4 separate regions of the Mus musculus genome follow, and all the other regions are linked to region 1. A link is a contact called in public Hi-C and promoter capture Hi-C data. All regions are on one chromosome and are shown on one strand. Each heading gives the region's core, a stretch centred on a gene start, on an enhancer-like site or on the middle of the called end of the contact. The rest is flanking DNA. Distances are from core to core; before and after follow the strand shown.

Region 1 (3,595 bases), core at 552-3,051:
CTTCAGATTCCTCCTCTGTAAAAATGGGAACCTAAGAACGATCTCTCAGGGACCCATCAAAGGCTACTTTAAAGGGAAGAGAAGAGGCAGCCTTAAGTGAAGGCCAGCTGTGGTGTGAATGGTTGGCCTCCTCCTGCACCCCTACCCTAGGTAGACACAAGTCCCTAAGCGCTAAAGGAGGCACGAGCATGGTGTCCAGCAGTGTACCTGAGGAACAGAAAGGTGGTTCTTTAACTCCTGCCAGAAACTAAAGTGGTAAAGAGGGGACACACCCATTTCAGTTACTGAAACCCCAAGGACTTGTTCTAGACCACGGGGAACACAATTGGTCCTCCTGGCTGGTTCCCTAGACCCAAAGCCCCAGTAGTCTCAATGACAGTGGTCGGAGGGAAAACTACAGAGTACTTCAGGAGCCACGTGTGAGATGTAGTATCTTTATGCGTGAGTAGTGTCCCAGAGACGCAAGAGTGACTGAGCTGGACCAATCAACACACTCAAGGTCAACCAGCACCACTGCTTTCCCACACCTCTCTTCACTGTACTGCTCTCTATCCATAAAGTTTGTGTAAACTCCCCTAAGTCTATCTCTTGTCCCCATGGGTCCACAACCCCGCCAGCCAAGTACAGAGTCCCAAGCACACATTCTAACCCTTGAGTAGAGTCGAATAGGGTCGGTTTGCAGAAAGATTCACTCCCTCTAGCAGACGAGCAGGCTTAGGTGGGAATACAAGTTCCCCTACCCTACATGCTCGCCGTACCTCCCTCTAAGTAGGAGCTTCCCAACTCCCACAAAGGCCGAGGAGGCGATTTAGGGCGGAACCACCACACCTTGGCCAGCTTAGACTCCCTGGGTGACCTTGGTTAAAGAACCCCTTTAGTTTCGGCTAAGCCTTATTAACAATAGAGACTGAAATCTCCCCAGGGCGCCCCTAAAAAAGCCACAGACAAGAAACTAGGTGTTCACATTATGGGGAAGGAAAACAAAGTCCCAGAGGATAAGGCTCCTCCCCAAAGCAGGCCGTGGGGCTCCAGCAGTTTTCCAAAGCTACCCCTCCTTGGGGATGGGACCGAAGCTCGTACACCTGTCTCAGGAGGGGCCTCCGTTGTTCCCCTTACTCCGTAATGCCGCACTCGGAGGAACACTGAGGGGAAAAGGCAGGCAGCACCGCTGGGGCTAGAGCGCTGTGACTTTAAGAGCCGAGGATCCCGGACCATGTGCTCGGCGTGAGACAAAAGCAACAACAAAGGAAGTGGCGGCTGCAGGGGGAGGGGTTGGCTCCTTCCCCTCCACCGCAGCGCTCTGCAAGGCAGAAGAGCGGCCCGGACTAGGTAGCCGCAGGCAGCACCTGGCCCGGGGGCCCCGCCGCCGTCTCCCACCACTCCCTCAGCCCGGGATCGACGCCTACGAGGCCGGCAAACAACGCGTCCCCGAGGGAGCCGTAGTTCCGGGGTGCGGGTCCGAAGTTAAGAGGCCCGGCCCGACTCACCGGCAGCCGTCCGACCACACGCGGGCTCCTTTGTTCGCGATGCGGGGTGCGGACGGTGAAGCGCCCGCTCCTTCGCGAGCCTGCTCTGTCTTCCGCCTCCCCAGCCCGGGCCCGAGAGAAGGGCGGCGCAGGACGCAGCTGTGCTCTCCGGCGGGCTGGCCCTTTAAGAACTGTCCGCGGCGGCCGGATGGAACCAGCCCCACGTTTTGATTCACAACATTCGGATCGGCGGGGGCGCGCAGCGCGGGAGGCGGCTCGCGGGGGCGCGCCAGGACGCGCAAGCAAACAGTAGCGGCAAGAGCGGACACCCGCCCCGCCCCGCAGGCCCCGCCCCGCAGGCCCCGCCCCGCGCCGCGCGTCGGCCAATCGCGTCCTGCGGGCGGCACGTGACTAGCGGGTCGCCATCTTGAAAGGCTGGCTAAAAAAGCCTCTTCGCCCCCACCTCATACTTCAAAGCCCACAAGGCCGAGTCGCAGGTGATGAGCGGTGCGAGCCCAGGTACGGGGACCGTGGCACGCACTAACAGGTCAAGGTTACCTTCTTAGGGCCGCGGCCTCTGTGGGGCACGCAGCCTCTCACGCAGCCGAGGTGAGAGGACCGCTCTTAGCTCGGCAAGCACACTTCCCGGAGATGACGTCACCACAAGCCCGGCAGGCCTGCGATGACCTCATAGCTCACCTCGCCTCTCTACTCGCTCGCTTTCTGTTCCGTTAGACGGCGCCTTTAAACAGCTGGGACAACCCAGGGCTGAAGAGACCAATGACTGAGGAGCCATGCAAATGATTTAACGTCTCCTGGGTAGGGGGATTGGTCTTGCGCGTGCTGACGTCACAGAAACATCTCGGCACCCCGCCCCTAGCGCGGCCCGGGAAAAGGGGTGGAGAGGCTCTAGTTCAGCTGAAGTGGGAAGAGTTGGGATCTCCTGAACCAGGCCCAGGGAGGTTTCTGCAGTTTAGTTCTCTAAGCTTCTCAACGACTGAGAGCCTAGGGATCAGGACAAGCAAGCCACTGTACCGGAAAGAAGAGTCACTCCTCCAGGACCGGCGGATCAATAGTTCGAGAACAGCCTGGTCTACATAGCTACAGAGACCTTGTCTTCAAAATACAAGCAACAAAAATATCACACACCCAGATAGTAACACAGCTGAGGCGAGAGAGGGGGCAGACGTCGGTGTCCCCTTAGGATGCCCCCCCCCCCCCCGGCCAGGCAAACATACAAAGTGGGGTATGGTGTGTCTGCATCGATTATATAAGCAGAACATCACCATTACCTAAAGCACTCATGTCTACTAGGCCGGTCTGTAGTAACTGGACTACTACAGAGTCCACCAACCCAGAACAGGATGTCAGTAGAAAATGGCAACATTTGTTAAACCTCTGTGGCTACAGATGGGTGACACTCTGTACTTTGTGGATGCATCCCATAATCCCAAATATTTAAAAAACAAACCAATTTACTAACAAGGTGTAACAATATTATCAATTTCAACTGAATATTGTATCAGCATACAGTGGGAAGTGATTTGGGAAAAGACACAGGAATTCTCATTAGGGTGCACCTGTTCAGGAGGGCAGATTTGTTTTTTGAGACAGGGTTTCTCTGTATAGCCCTGGCTGGCCTCAGAAATCCACCTGCCTCTGCCTCCCAAGTGCTGGGATTATGCCACCACTGCCCAGCAAGGAGGGCAGATTTTTAAATTTTTCTTTGTATTACTATTGTTTTTGTGTGCTTATAAACATAATCTCCTCTATCTCAGGCAGCCTCAACTCTTGATCCTCTTCCCAAGTGCTGAGATTACAGGCATTATACCACCACTCCTAGTTTAAATTTTTTTAATTTGGTAACTGTGTATTTGCTTTTAAAAATTCTAGACAGAGGGCTGGAGAGATGGCTCAGCGATTAAGAGCACTAGTTACTATTCCAGAGAACCAGGGTTCATTTCCCAGCACCCACAGGGCAGTTTACAACTGTCTGTAGCTCCAAGGAATCTGACACCCTCACACAGACATACATGCAGGCAAAACACCAATACACATAAAATTCTATTCAAAAAAATTCTAGCCGGGCGTGGTGGTGCACACCCTTAATCCCAGTACTTCGGAGGCAG
Region 2 (3,595 bases), core at 429-2,928, 7.6 Mb before region 1:
TTGTAGACAATTTTTGTCTCTGAGGTTGGTGTCTCCAGTGCCTAAGTGGAAAGACATCTACAATGATGTCATTCAGGAACATTGTGATTCTATTAATGAACGCTACAAAACCCTCTACCTAGGGCAATAGCTTTAAAAACACATATCAGCATTAAAGACAGGAGAGTCGTCACATGCCCCCAGTACTTGGGAGATAGAGGCAAGAGGGTTATTGCAAATTCCAGGCCGACATGATCTATATAGTAGATTCCAGGCCATCCAGGGCTACGTAGCAGGACTCTCTCAAAAACAAATAAGATATGAATGGCAGCATGCCTTCAATCCCAGCAGTAGTTAAGAGTACTTGTTGTTCTTGAAAAGAACCCAGTGCAATTCCCAGAAACCACAAGGTGTCTCGTGGCTGTCTGTAACCCCGTTGCAGTGGATCCAATACAGGCAAGACATTCGTTCATATAAGGAAAAAAAAAAAAAAACTAAAAAAAAATTCCACAGTTCCAACCTGCCCTTTAAATCATTGGTGATCATATGTCTTGAATCTGTGAACCAGCAAACATGTCACAAAGGCAGTAATGTAAGGAAATGTCCTGTTGTTGCATGATTTAGCTTCTGTGCTTAGGATTAAAGAAGGACCATCCCCATCAACTCTGGGAACGGAAATGCACTTCACAGCCAAGTATTTGCTAACAAAAGGCTTTTCCCTGATGCTCATGTCAGGGGGCAGAGTCCAGCATTCTGAGAGGTCGGAGGGAAGTATGGGATTATTGTGGATACAGAAAAGCAAGAGAATCGCTCTCCTCCCATCTCCACTCTCTATCAGAAGCTGTGATGCCCAAAGGTGCCCTACAGAAACAAGGGCTCTCCTGAACACAGAAGAAAGATCTTTAGCCCACCCAGCTCTACCTCACCGAAGCTGGGGCTGTTAAACACAACCACTTAGCTGTTGTAACAGCGCCTCAGAGTGGTGCTCACTGATCATTTTTTGAGAAAAAAAAAAATTCTAAAAACAATAAAGGTGCAAAGTACAAGGTTGAGAAAAGACAGATCCGCAATAACTCCCACTAACAAACGTTTACGTCCAATATGCCTACCTAAAAAACATCTTTTTCTGCCTAGGATTTTTTTTTTTCATTTTTAACAGAGGGTCTATCTAGAACTCACTATATAGTACAGGCTGACCTCTAGCTCGCCCTGATCCTCCTGCCTCAGCTTCCTCGTACACAACAATGCTTGGGTTCTGCTTTAGTTTTATTTTTGAATTTCATTAAACTGAAAAGCTAACTTCACTGAAGTCCACAAATCTCCAGGATGGCTCAGTATTTTACACGTGGACATTGTTATCTGAAACACACCACTAAGCAAGGGGCTACTTAATACATCGGACTCAAAGCATTTCTAGTCTGATCATTTATTCCCAGTTTTTGCTGCGGTTATCGGAACCCCTTTTCGGGACTCAAGTAGCTGGGTCATCCATGCTTTTCGGGAGCCCCATTCTGAAAAAACGCTGTAACAGGCTCACACAGTCTTAGCAGATGACCGCCTTTACTACCGGTTGAGAACTTACTTACCTTGGCTGCAGCTAGCTGCTTACCTCTCAGACACTAGCCCGCCTTTGTAAGCCGGGAGCTGTGCAAGGACTCACAGGCCCCGCCCCAGGGGCGAAGGCCCCGCCCAATGTGGTCTGATCCCACCCCGGAAAAGATTATCCAGGCTCCGGTCCTATAGGCCCTGCCCGGGGCGTGAGAACTCTGCCCAGGACACGCAGGCTCCGCCCAGCGTGCAGACCACGCCCAGGGCGCGCAGGCCCCTCCCAGGACCCTGTGACCCCACCCAGGCCGCCCAGGCCCCACCTTCAAACCTAAGCCCCGCCCCGAAGCAAGGTCTCCGCCCAGAACGCGTAGGGCCCCGCCCTTAGCAGCTGCCGAGATTGCGCAGTGGCGGAAATCATCGGGGCGGGGCGAGCGCCGGGACCCTCCTGCTCCCTGGGCCTGTGCGCTCCTCCCACTCCGGGTCACGGCGTGATAGGGGCGGAAGCGGCGGCGGCCGAGCTGCTGCAGCTGGCAGTGCGGATCAGGCCGTCCGGTGCAGCCCGGTGCAGCCCAGGGCAGCATTCGCCCCCTGGCCAGCGCTCTGAGGTAGGGACTCGAGCCTCACGCGGGCGCGCTTGGGGGTGGCGGCGGGCTTCGGGTGACAGCTCCGCACAAAGCGGCCGGCTGTGTGTTGAGCCTGGTCTGGAGGCGCGCGCGTTCCCCGGGGCTCCCCGGCGTCCCGCGTTTGGAAGGGGTGGCGTGGGGGACCCTGTGCAAGCCGGGGCTTCCCGCGCTGGGCTGCGGGGTTGCGGCGCCGCGGGCTTTCCCACTCGTCGCTCTCTTGGAACCCTGCAGGGAGCTGCTTGCGCCTCGGCCGGGCGGAGGTGAGTTGGGCGGCGGCTGCACCTGGCACTCTGGCGCCGGCACCAGCTGCGGACCGGGTGGACAGGACCCCAGTCTGGATTTCCACTCTGGGCTATGGGAACCCCGCAGCCTGGAGGAGGGGTCTTACTCTGGGATTCCACCCAGCGCTGTAGGGAACCCATCTACATGGAGGCAGGACCCCTTTCTCTGCTCCCACCCGGAGCTGTAGGAGCCCCTTAACGTAGAGGAGTTACCCCACTGTAGGAATCTCTTAGCCCAAAGGAGGGAACCCCACTCTGGGCTCCCACTCGGGGCCGTGGAAACCACCCCCCGCCAGTCGCGAAGAGAGACCCTAGGCTGCGGTCCCACTTGCGGACCAGGGAACCCCGTAGCCAAAAGGAGGGACCCTATACTGTGCTCCCACCAGGGACGTGGAAACCCCGCAGCCAGGAGGGGGGACACCAGACTGCCTTCCCCACTCAGGGTGGTCGGGAATCCCCAAAGCTTGGTAGGAGGGGCCCAGGCTTCCCTTCCCGCTCTGTGGTGGTGAGGAGAAACCCCACGCTGGGCTCCTGTGTGGGGCAGTGGGAGCACCGCGGCCAGGAGGAGGGATCCCAGGTTGCGATCCCCACCTTGGGCAGCGAGGCGCCGTCAGGTTCGCTGGTGTAGCGGATACCTTGGGCATCTGCCGCGAGGGCCGCTGATGAGGGCTCAAGCAAGCCTTCCTTGGGATTGCACACCACCAGGTCCCGGTCCATATGGCTGATAGTCGGCGCAGCTGGCCTGTAAGAGAAGCAGGCCCAGCTGCAGAAAGTTGGGGTTGAGTGATCTGGAACCCAGCCACCGAGGCCCAAGTTCTCGAGCAAGCAGCAGACCACGCCAGGTGTGGGGAATCCCTTTCTTAACCCAGGCACAGCTCAAAAAGCGTTGGTTAGTCTTCAGCCTCCCAACTCAAAGCAATCCTTCTGCCCCAGCCTTTCTGCAGCAAATACAAAGCCACCAACCACATCTGCTTTGAATGCTTACACAATATATTGTGGAATCCTTTCGGAGGTTTTCTTCAGAGGGTATGTGAGAAAATTCTCTCGTCAATAATTGTCTTCCACACGGGGAACAGTTGAGAAAAGACGCAGGGCAATAGGGAATTAAGAATTGAATTATTGGGTTGGGTGTTGAATATTAAATTATAGCACTGGGTCTGTATT
Region 3 (3,595 bases), core at 715-3,214, 6.2 Mb before region 1:
CTCTGAAATTTCACAAGCCAGGCCTCCATCTTGTGCACTGTTCTCAACATTATCTTCCAAGCTCCTATACAACATCCCACAGAGCTCTTAATACCGAATGGATCTTCTAGCCCAAAGTTCCAAAGTCCTTCCACAGTCCTCCCCAAAACATCATCAGGTTGTCACAAGAATACCCCATTCCTGGTACCAATGTGTCTTAGTCAGGGTTTGTATTCCTGCACAAATATGACCAATAAGCAAGTTGGAGAGGAAAGGGTTTATTCAGCTTACACTTTCCACATTGCTGTTCATCACCAAAGGAAGTCAGGACTGGAACTCAAGCAGATCAGGAAGCAGGAGCTGATGCAGAGGCCATGGAGGGATGTTTCTTACTGGCTTGCTTCCCCTGGCTTGCTCAACTTGCTCTCTTCTAGAACCCAAGACTACCAGCCCAGAGATGGCACCACCCACAATAGGCCCTCCCCCCTTGATCATCAACCAAAAAAATGCCCCACAGCTGGATCTCATGAAGGCACTTCCCAACTGAAGCGTCTTTCTCTGTGATAACTCCAGCCTGTGTCAAGTTGACACACAAAACCAGCCAGTACAGACAATAGGGCAACTGTACATACAAGCTCACTGCAGTTACAACACCATGCACAAGACCCGTGCAAGCCCAAACCAGAACAAATCTCAGCACAGAGACAAGAGTTCGGCACCAAATACCTAGTACCAAGCTACGGCAATTACTAGCTGCTGGGAGAGGAGGAGAAGGGTTTCTCTAAGAGTATATAGCCCGAGGTAAGCCAATAACAATCCAATGAAATATTCAAGAATATTGAATTCAGCATAAGTTAGTCTTAAAGGGTTTTGAAACAAAAAAGAAAGATAGGTCACAAAGATAGGTGGACTGGGGACAGAATTTTCAGTGGTGAATATAATCAAAATGAGTTGTATATATAGATCAGAGAACTAAAGAGAAAAGGAGAAACCAGGCTACACCGCCAGAAATTCAGGGAGCCAACAAGCCCTGGGTCATGGGGGAAATGTCTCTTCCCATTACATCACTCCAGGCTCTTGGAAGATCCCAGAGCTCAAGGGAGCCACACAAGGTCATTAGCCCACAATGTGTAAAAAGGCCACCCCCACTCCCCCCTACACACATATACACACAGGCACGCACGCGCACACACATACACACCACACACACAAGCCTTGTCACACACCAAGACTCCAAACTTCAAGACTAGCTCTAGTCTCTTGGTCTTTGCCGTTGCATTCAGCCAGGCAATTCTGTATGTTTTCCCCGCAAGGCAAGCGACCAAGCTGTATTTCCAAATTCATGATGAGTGCAGCTCCCCAAGACTTCTGTCCTCACCAATTCAGACATTTGTTCCTGTGGAGGATGGCTCTGATCCCTCACAAACCTCAACAGAGAGCGGGGGTGGAAAGGTGACATCTAGATGCCCCAGGTCCAATCTCCCTGACCTGGCACTAACACAGGGGACACACCTACAGCGTCATAGCCTGGGAAGCAGGCCAGACTGACCTGTAGCTTGTTTAGGACAAGATAGTGGACCCCTAACCCCGTTCTCACATGGCCCCCTCCCCATCCCAGGGTCTTCACCGAGACCCTCCTCCGGGATGGGCAGAGAAGCTGATTCCACTCCCAAAGACTCCACGCATCGAGGATGGAGCAGCGGCAGACACCTGAACCTTGTGGGTGGCCCACGCCAGCTCTCCGGACTCTTCCCCGCCTGGAGGGATCTGCAAGAGCCGAGGACGTCTGCACTTTCGCTCACCAGAACCGCAGTAGAATCGTCCACAGGCACAGGTGACGACTGCAGGATGCGGAAGTACACCGACCGGGGTGACGCGCGCGCACTTCACTACCCACGCAGCGCTAGAGATGGGGGAACTACAATACCCAGAATGCCGCGTACTGCAGGACACCCCATGCTGACTTGGCTGCAACCCGAAGCTTCAGACTATAGGAGGGGCTCCCTAGCACTGCCGGACTCTTTCATTGACTGCAAGACAACAGGGTAAGATCTTAGAGAAACAGAAAAAAAGCAGAAAAGCCAAACCGAAGTAATCTTTGCGTACTTCTAAGGAAGCTCATTAATCAATTCTTTTAAAAAAGATGTGCTATCTAGATGCCTTCCTCCTGCCAATTCAATCTTGGTTGGTTTTTTGTTTGTTTGTTTGTTTTGTTTTTTTTCTTTTTTACGTGCCTGTGAGTCGTGTGTTTTAAACTGCAGCATGTGTGGATACTGTGGGTGTTGTTTCTTGAAAATAATACTTTTTTTAAAAAATGATTACAAAAAGACAAGGGCAAACTAAGTTTGAAGATATTCATAGTGTAATGTTTTAAACTATTTTGCTCATACAAAAAAACACTTCTTGGTTGTAACAGAAAGACAAAAATCTTTGCGAAAAGACTAGGAATTTGAGCGGAACTCAATTTAATTGAATTTGAATTTTCAATTGTATTTCTAGTATTTGACGTGAGCAGTATTTTCAAATTATTTCCCATTTGCTTCTTAAAGTGAGGTGGCAAACAGCAGAAGTCAACAGGGACCAGATTCAGTCTTCCACATAAAACAAGCTTTAAAAGGACAACATGGACTAAGAAACCGATGGGGAAGCACTGCACACAGAAACAATGGAGGAATATCAGTGATGTGGACAATAAACGAAGTGAGCAGCGAACTCCCCTGGTGAGAAACCGTTCTGGCACAGAACAGAGAAGGGAGACCCGAGCAAGACCTGGAGGTCAACCTGAGACGAAGCCGGGGCCCTGGGGAAACCAAGGCAGCTTCAGTTCAAAGGACAGTACGAAGGACCAGAGAAATCCACAGAGGTTCAGTGGCTCCTTCCTCGGGCGTTCACCGAACACTGACAGCACGCGACACACAGCTGTGCCATCCCAGGGAAAAGTCCCGGGAAAAATGTCAGTGGGAATAAAGGGGGTGAGGAACAACACCTCTTCCTATGAGGCCATAAAGCCTTCAGAGTTGTACATAATACCTGGAAATGGTTTCATCTTGATAGGAAGACAAGATGGGGCCCCCGAGCCTTTCTTGTTTCACCTAGGAAAATGCAAAACTAAGCCTAGAAAAGATCAAATTGTTTACAAGTAACTTCATTTTATTTTTTTTTAAGTTTGAGCATACTTAGGATACACGCCACACTTGATAAGGCAAAAAACATGGAATGTCAAGTTTTCAATTAAAAGATGTCATGCCAGTAAAATGGGTCTATATTGTTCAGATAAAGAAAAAATAAAATCAGTAAGAATAATACTAGGAAATAAGGAGAGGCGCTGGAGAGGTGGCTACCGAGTGTTAAGAGCACTTGGGAATCTTGCAGAGGACCCAGGTTCAGTTCCCAGCATCTATAAGATGGCTCACAACTGCTTAGAATTCCACTTCCAAGGATCAGATGCCCTCTTCTGGTCTCTACAGACAACTGCATGCACACAGTGCACTTACCTGCAGGCAAAACACATTAATACTTATAAAAATAAATAAAAATGCATTAAATAAAAATACATTAAGTAAAAAGAAATATCATGTGGAGATGGTCTCAGTGGATAATGTGCATGCCATGGTGC
Region 4 (3,595 bases), core at 418-2,917, 5.1 Mb after region 1:
GCAATTATACTGCAAACACTAACACACTCACATTAAAGGGCTCATGACTGAAAAGAACAACACTTATTTGGATGAAGAAAATAGCACAGACACACAGTCTAGAGACTTGAGGCATACCAGGACTTCCTGCTTCCATTTCTGACATGGCTTCTAGGCTGCTGAGGTCTTTCTGAAACAGCCTTCTCACAGCTCTGCAGCCTCTCCCCTCCTGCCACCTGTAGGCATCGTCACTTTCCTGAAAGGATTCCTTCCTTGAGCGGCTTATGACAGGAATCCTAGGTCCGGGCTTGAACTCTCTCCAGCTGTCTGCATTACCAGCGAGTTCATCAGATAGCCATTTTTTATTTTGATCTTTGTGGTTATCATTCATCCAAGCAGGCTGACTGTAAATTGGGTTTTTAAATGCATATGGATTGCTGGAAACCCCATACAGTCCTTTCCTGGGGGTGTTCCCATAGTTCCCGGGTGATATCTTCTTTTTTGGAAGGCCCTTTTCCATTTTACTGCTATGGCCTTTAGCATAATCATCCATTATTAAATAATCTTGTTGGGGATGGCCCCTTCTGAAATCATCATCATCAATAATTCCACGGTCTTTAGTGCGCTTCACAAAGTAAGGTTTTGCTGTATCTCCCATGGTCTTTGACTTCAACTTTCTTACTTTGTACCTGAAAGAAGGCATTGGGGGAGGGGGGAACAAAACAAAATTGTAAAATAATATCATACCAAATACTCAAAGTAACACACGGGTGCCCTGAAGCCTTTATCTTCCCCCATTTAAAAATTAAATTGTTACCACATTCCTAATAATTAATGCATTCCAGAAGTTACAGTGTTCATAAAAACTGGTCCTTATTTAATACAAAGACTAAATCTGAAGACACTTCTATAGTCTCAGAAACTAAAGAAGTAACTTCTATGTAACGAAAGCACCTCTCTTCAAAGTAAACATCCTAAGTCAACACTGTTACAAAACTCCCAAATCTATTTCTTTTTTTTAAAGTTGGCAATTACTTTTAGGTATCAAAGTAGCCGAAACTATGTGAGCAGATTTCAGTTTCGATCAGCCCCCACTCTAAGCTTCGCTTTTCAACCCGGCGCGACCGCTGGGCGAAGGGACAGCACTTCCCACTAAGGTACCGCTCTAAGGGTCCAGGCTTCCGACCAAGGGACAACGCCAGCTGACTTACCCGACTTCTCAGTCCCCAGCCCCAGACAAGTCCAGTTTCGTCACCAACCACAATCCTCCGCAGGATGACACTCCTTTTCCTTCCCCATTCGGCTGCCCCACCCCTGTGTGCCTCAGTTTCCACCAGCGGAGTCCCCAGGCGAAGGAGGAGGCGGTTCCGCGCTACTGGCCACGAAGCCGCCGTGGGGAATAGGAAGCAGGAAGCGCCCGGCCATTGACAGGGTTCCGGGGTTCCCCGGACCAGGGCCGGAGCCCCGACACAAAGTGAAGACGCGGACTCGAACCCGAGGGCTCCGGGCGCACAGCCGGGCCGAGGCGGCCGGAGAAGGACGGCGCCAACGTACCTCGGGGCCGGGCAGATACGCTTCTGGGGGCGGGGGGAACCCACGGGCCCAGCCCGGAGGCGAGTCCCGGAGGGACGCGACGAGACGGCGCCCCGGAGCACTCACCAGCGCCGCTGCGGTCCCCCGCCGCTTCCTGTCCGGGCCCGGCTCCTCACCGTGTTTTCCTTCAGCCCCACTTCCGGCGCTCAGCGCCGTCTCATTGTGCGCGATTGGAAGACTGCGGTGTCCCCGCCCCGCGCTCCGCGGCTGGCCGGAAGCGCGCACCGGAAGCGCGCGCCGCCCAGGTTCCTCCCAGCGCCGGGGGCGCGCCGCGGGTGCGGGCGCAGAGGTCCGGGGTTGCTCCCTAGCTACCTGCGAGATCCGTCGCCCAGTGCTTTCGGGTTCCCCCGACGCCCCTCTGTGGCTGCTCGGGAAGCTGGGTCTTTTTATAATTCCGAGTGGCTCCAAGTTTCAGTGAGGGCCTTGTGAACGACCTTGAAGGAAGTTCAGCGGCCTAAACCTCTGGATTAAGCTCGACCTGGGGGTAGAAAGAGATTCAACTTTTTTTTTTCTTTAAGAACTAGCAAACAGCCGGAGAGTGGTGGCACATGCCTTTAATCCCACTTGGAGGGAGGCAGATTTCTGAGTTCGAGGCCAGCCTGGTCTACAGAGTGAGTTCCAGGACAGCTACGTCTACACAGAGAAACCCTGTCTCAAAAAAACAAAAAACAAAAACTTAGCAAACAACACAGAGTTGCTTTTTTTTTTTCTAATTGAACATTCATTGTTATCTAAAGTGTCCTACATGCCTTGAAAGCCTCAAGCAACTAATGAATAGAAGTGCTGGAAAAAATAAGGCAGTTTTCATTTCTACCTCTACAAAGTATAAATTTAAATCCATTGGGTTCTTTAGCCAACAGTCTTAAAGTGAAGAATGCATACAGCCTTTGCTATTCCAAGAAACTGTCTTTAAAACTGTAAATAAATACTAACTCAATCCTACTAGTTCAGGAAGAAAGGAATACAATTGAAATTTAAAAAGCAAAAGAGACATAGCTAAATGGTTGATATTCTACAACCAACTTGTTTTGTCAGTTTCCTCTTGCTGTGTGGGTTTGGGGATTTCTGAGTTCAAGGCTAGCCTGGTCTACAGAGTGAGTTCCAAGACAGCCAGGGCTACACAGAGAAACCCTGTCTCGGAAAAAAAAAAAAGTATTTACATTCCAAATGCTGCATCCTGGTTCCCCCCTCCCCCTTCCTTTCCCCAGGACCCCTCCTTTCACCTCTGAGAGGGTGTCCCCCCCCCACTTCATTGCCCAACCCTGGTATCATAAGGCACATCCTCTCCCACTGAGGCCAGACAAGCCTTCCCAGAAAGCCATCTTTCTCTAGGGTCCCACAGCTAGTAGCTGTTCTGAATATAACTTGAGAGTTCCTGTCACTGACAGTAAAAGTTCCATGTATCAGACTCTGACCACCAAGCAATGTAGACGTATTAAGAGAATGAGGGGGCTGAGGGAATGGGTGAGAAGATTTGCTACTTTTACAGAGGAGCAAATTTCACTTCCCATCACCCAAGGTGGTTGCTCACAGCTGTCTATAACTGGTCTCCTAGGGGATCTGACACGAGTGGACTCCACCAGCACCTGCATGCCCACACACAGACACACACACACACAAGGACACACACACACCCTTCAGAAAGGACGAAGGTACATTAGAAAGTACTCTAGGGGAAAAACCAATGGCAAAGCTTGGCCCTTAAGGAGACCTGATTGAAATCCAAACCTTCACCAGCGGGAAGCATGTGTTCTTAGCAGCTCTGTGTGACTTGAAACATACTCTTAAAACATTTGTGATAGCCTCTTATGTAGATGTCTTTTGTTCTGAAAATTCATCGGAGCCAAACTAATAATCTGTTTGCCAGGCAGACAGTGGCATTTCATCGAGTCCAAAGGGAGCTGACGATGCATCATTATATTTATGATGGGCCAAAGCCGCGTCACCACACCCAGGTGAGTAATCTCTGAAGTCCTGGCTTAGGTAAGTCCTTGGTTCCTAGAACCCTAGAGGAAGTACACAG

The links. Promoter capture Hi-C pulls out the DNA fragments that hold promoters and counts their contacts. A called contact is a pair of places that touch in the nucleus more often than the background predicts.
Region 2: a Hi-C map of CD4 T cells shows a contact between it and region 1, with 5 times the contacts expected there. The contact joins the promoter of Tpmt here to the promoter of Rnf44 in region 1.
Region 3: a contact with region 1 is called in a Hi-C map of regulatory T cells, with 8 times the contacts expected there. The contact joins the promoter of A830005F24Rik here to the promoter of Rnf44 in region 1. A contact is called at or near these places in 2 of 39 promoter capture datasets (liver and pre-B cells) and 1 of 484 Hi-C or Micro-C datasets (regulatory T cells).
Region 4: a promoter capture Hi-C map of pre-B cells shows a contact between it and region 1, with 4 times the contacts expected there. The contact joins the promoter of Tut7 here to the promoter of Rnf44 in region 1. A contact is called at or near these places in 1 of 39 promoter capture datasets (pre-B cells) and 1 of 484 Hi-C or Micro-C datasets (CD4 T cells).

What each region holds. Positions count from the first base shown.
Region 1 is chr13:54,686,007-54,689,601 of GRCm38.p6, forward strand. It overlaps Rnf44 (ring finger protein 44), which reads right to left and starts at 1,802. Exons shown (of 11, transcript NM_001146026.1): 1 at 1,488-1,802.
Region 2 is chr13:47,041,539-47,045,133 of GRCm38.p6, forward strand. Tpmt (thiopurine methyltransferase) reads right to left here and starts at 1,679. Exons shown (of 9, transcript NM_016785.2): 1 at 1,566-1,679; 2 at 1-41. It overlaps Kdm1b (lysine (K)-specific demethylase 1B), which reads left to right and starts at 1,961. Exons shown (of 21, transcript NM_172262.3): 1 at 1,961-2,132.
Region 3 is chr13:48,511,606-48,515,200 of GRCm38.p6, forward strand. A830005F24Rik (RIKEN cDNA A830005F24 gene) reads left to right here and starts at 1,965. Exons shown (of 2, transcript NR_165458.1): 1 at 1,965-2,024; 2 at 2,529-3,234. Zfp169 (zinc finger protein 169) reads right to left here and starts at 1,831. Exons shown (of 5, transcript NM_026450.3): 1 at 1,690-1,831.
Region 4 is chr13:59,821,443-59,825,037 of GRCm38.p6, forward strand. Tut7 (terminal uridylyl transferase 7) reads right to left here and starts at 1,668. Exons shown (of 27, transcript NM_001373962.1): 1 at 1,191-1,668; 2 at 118-668. The coding sequence starts at 637.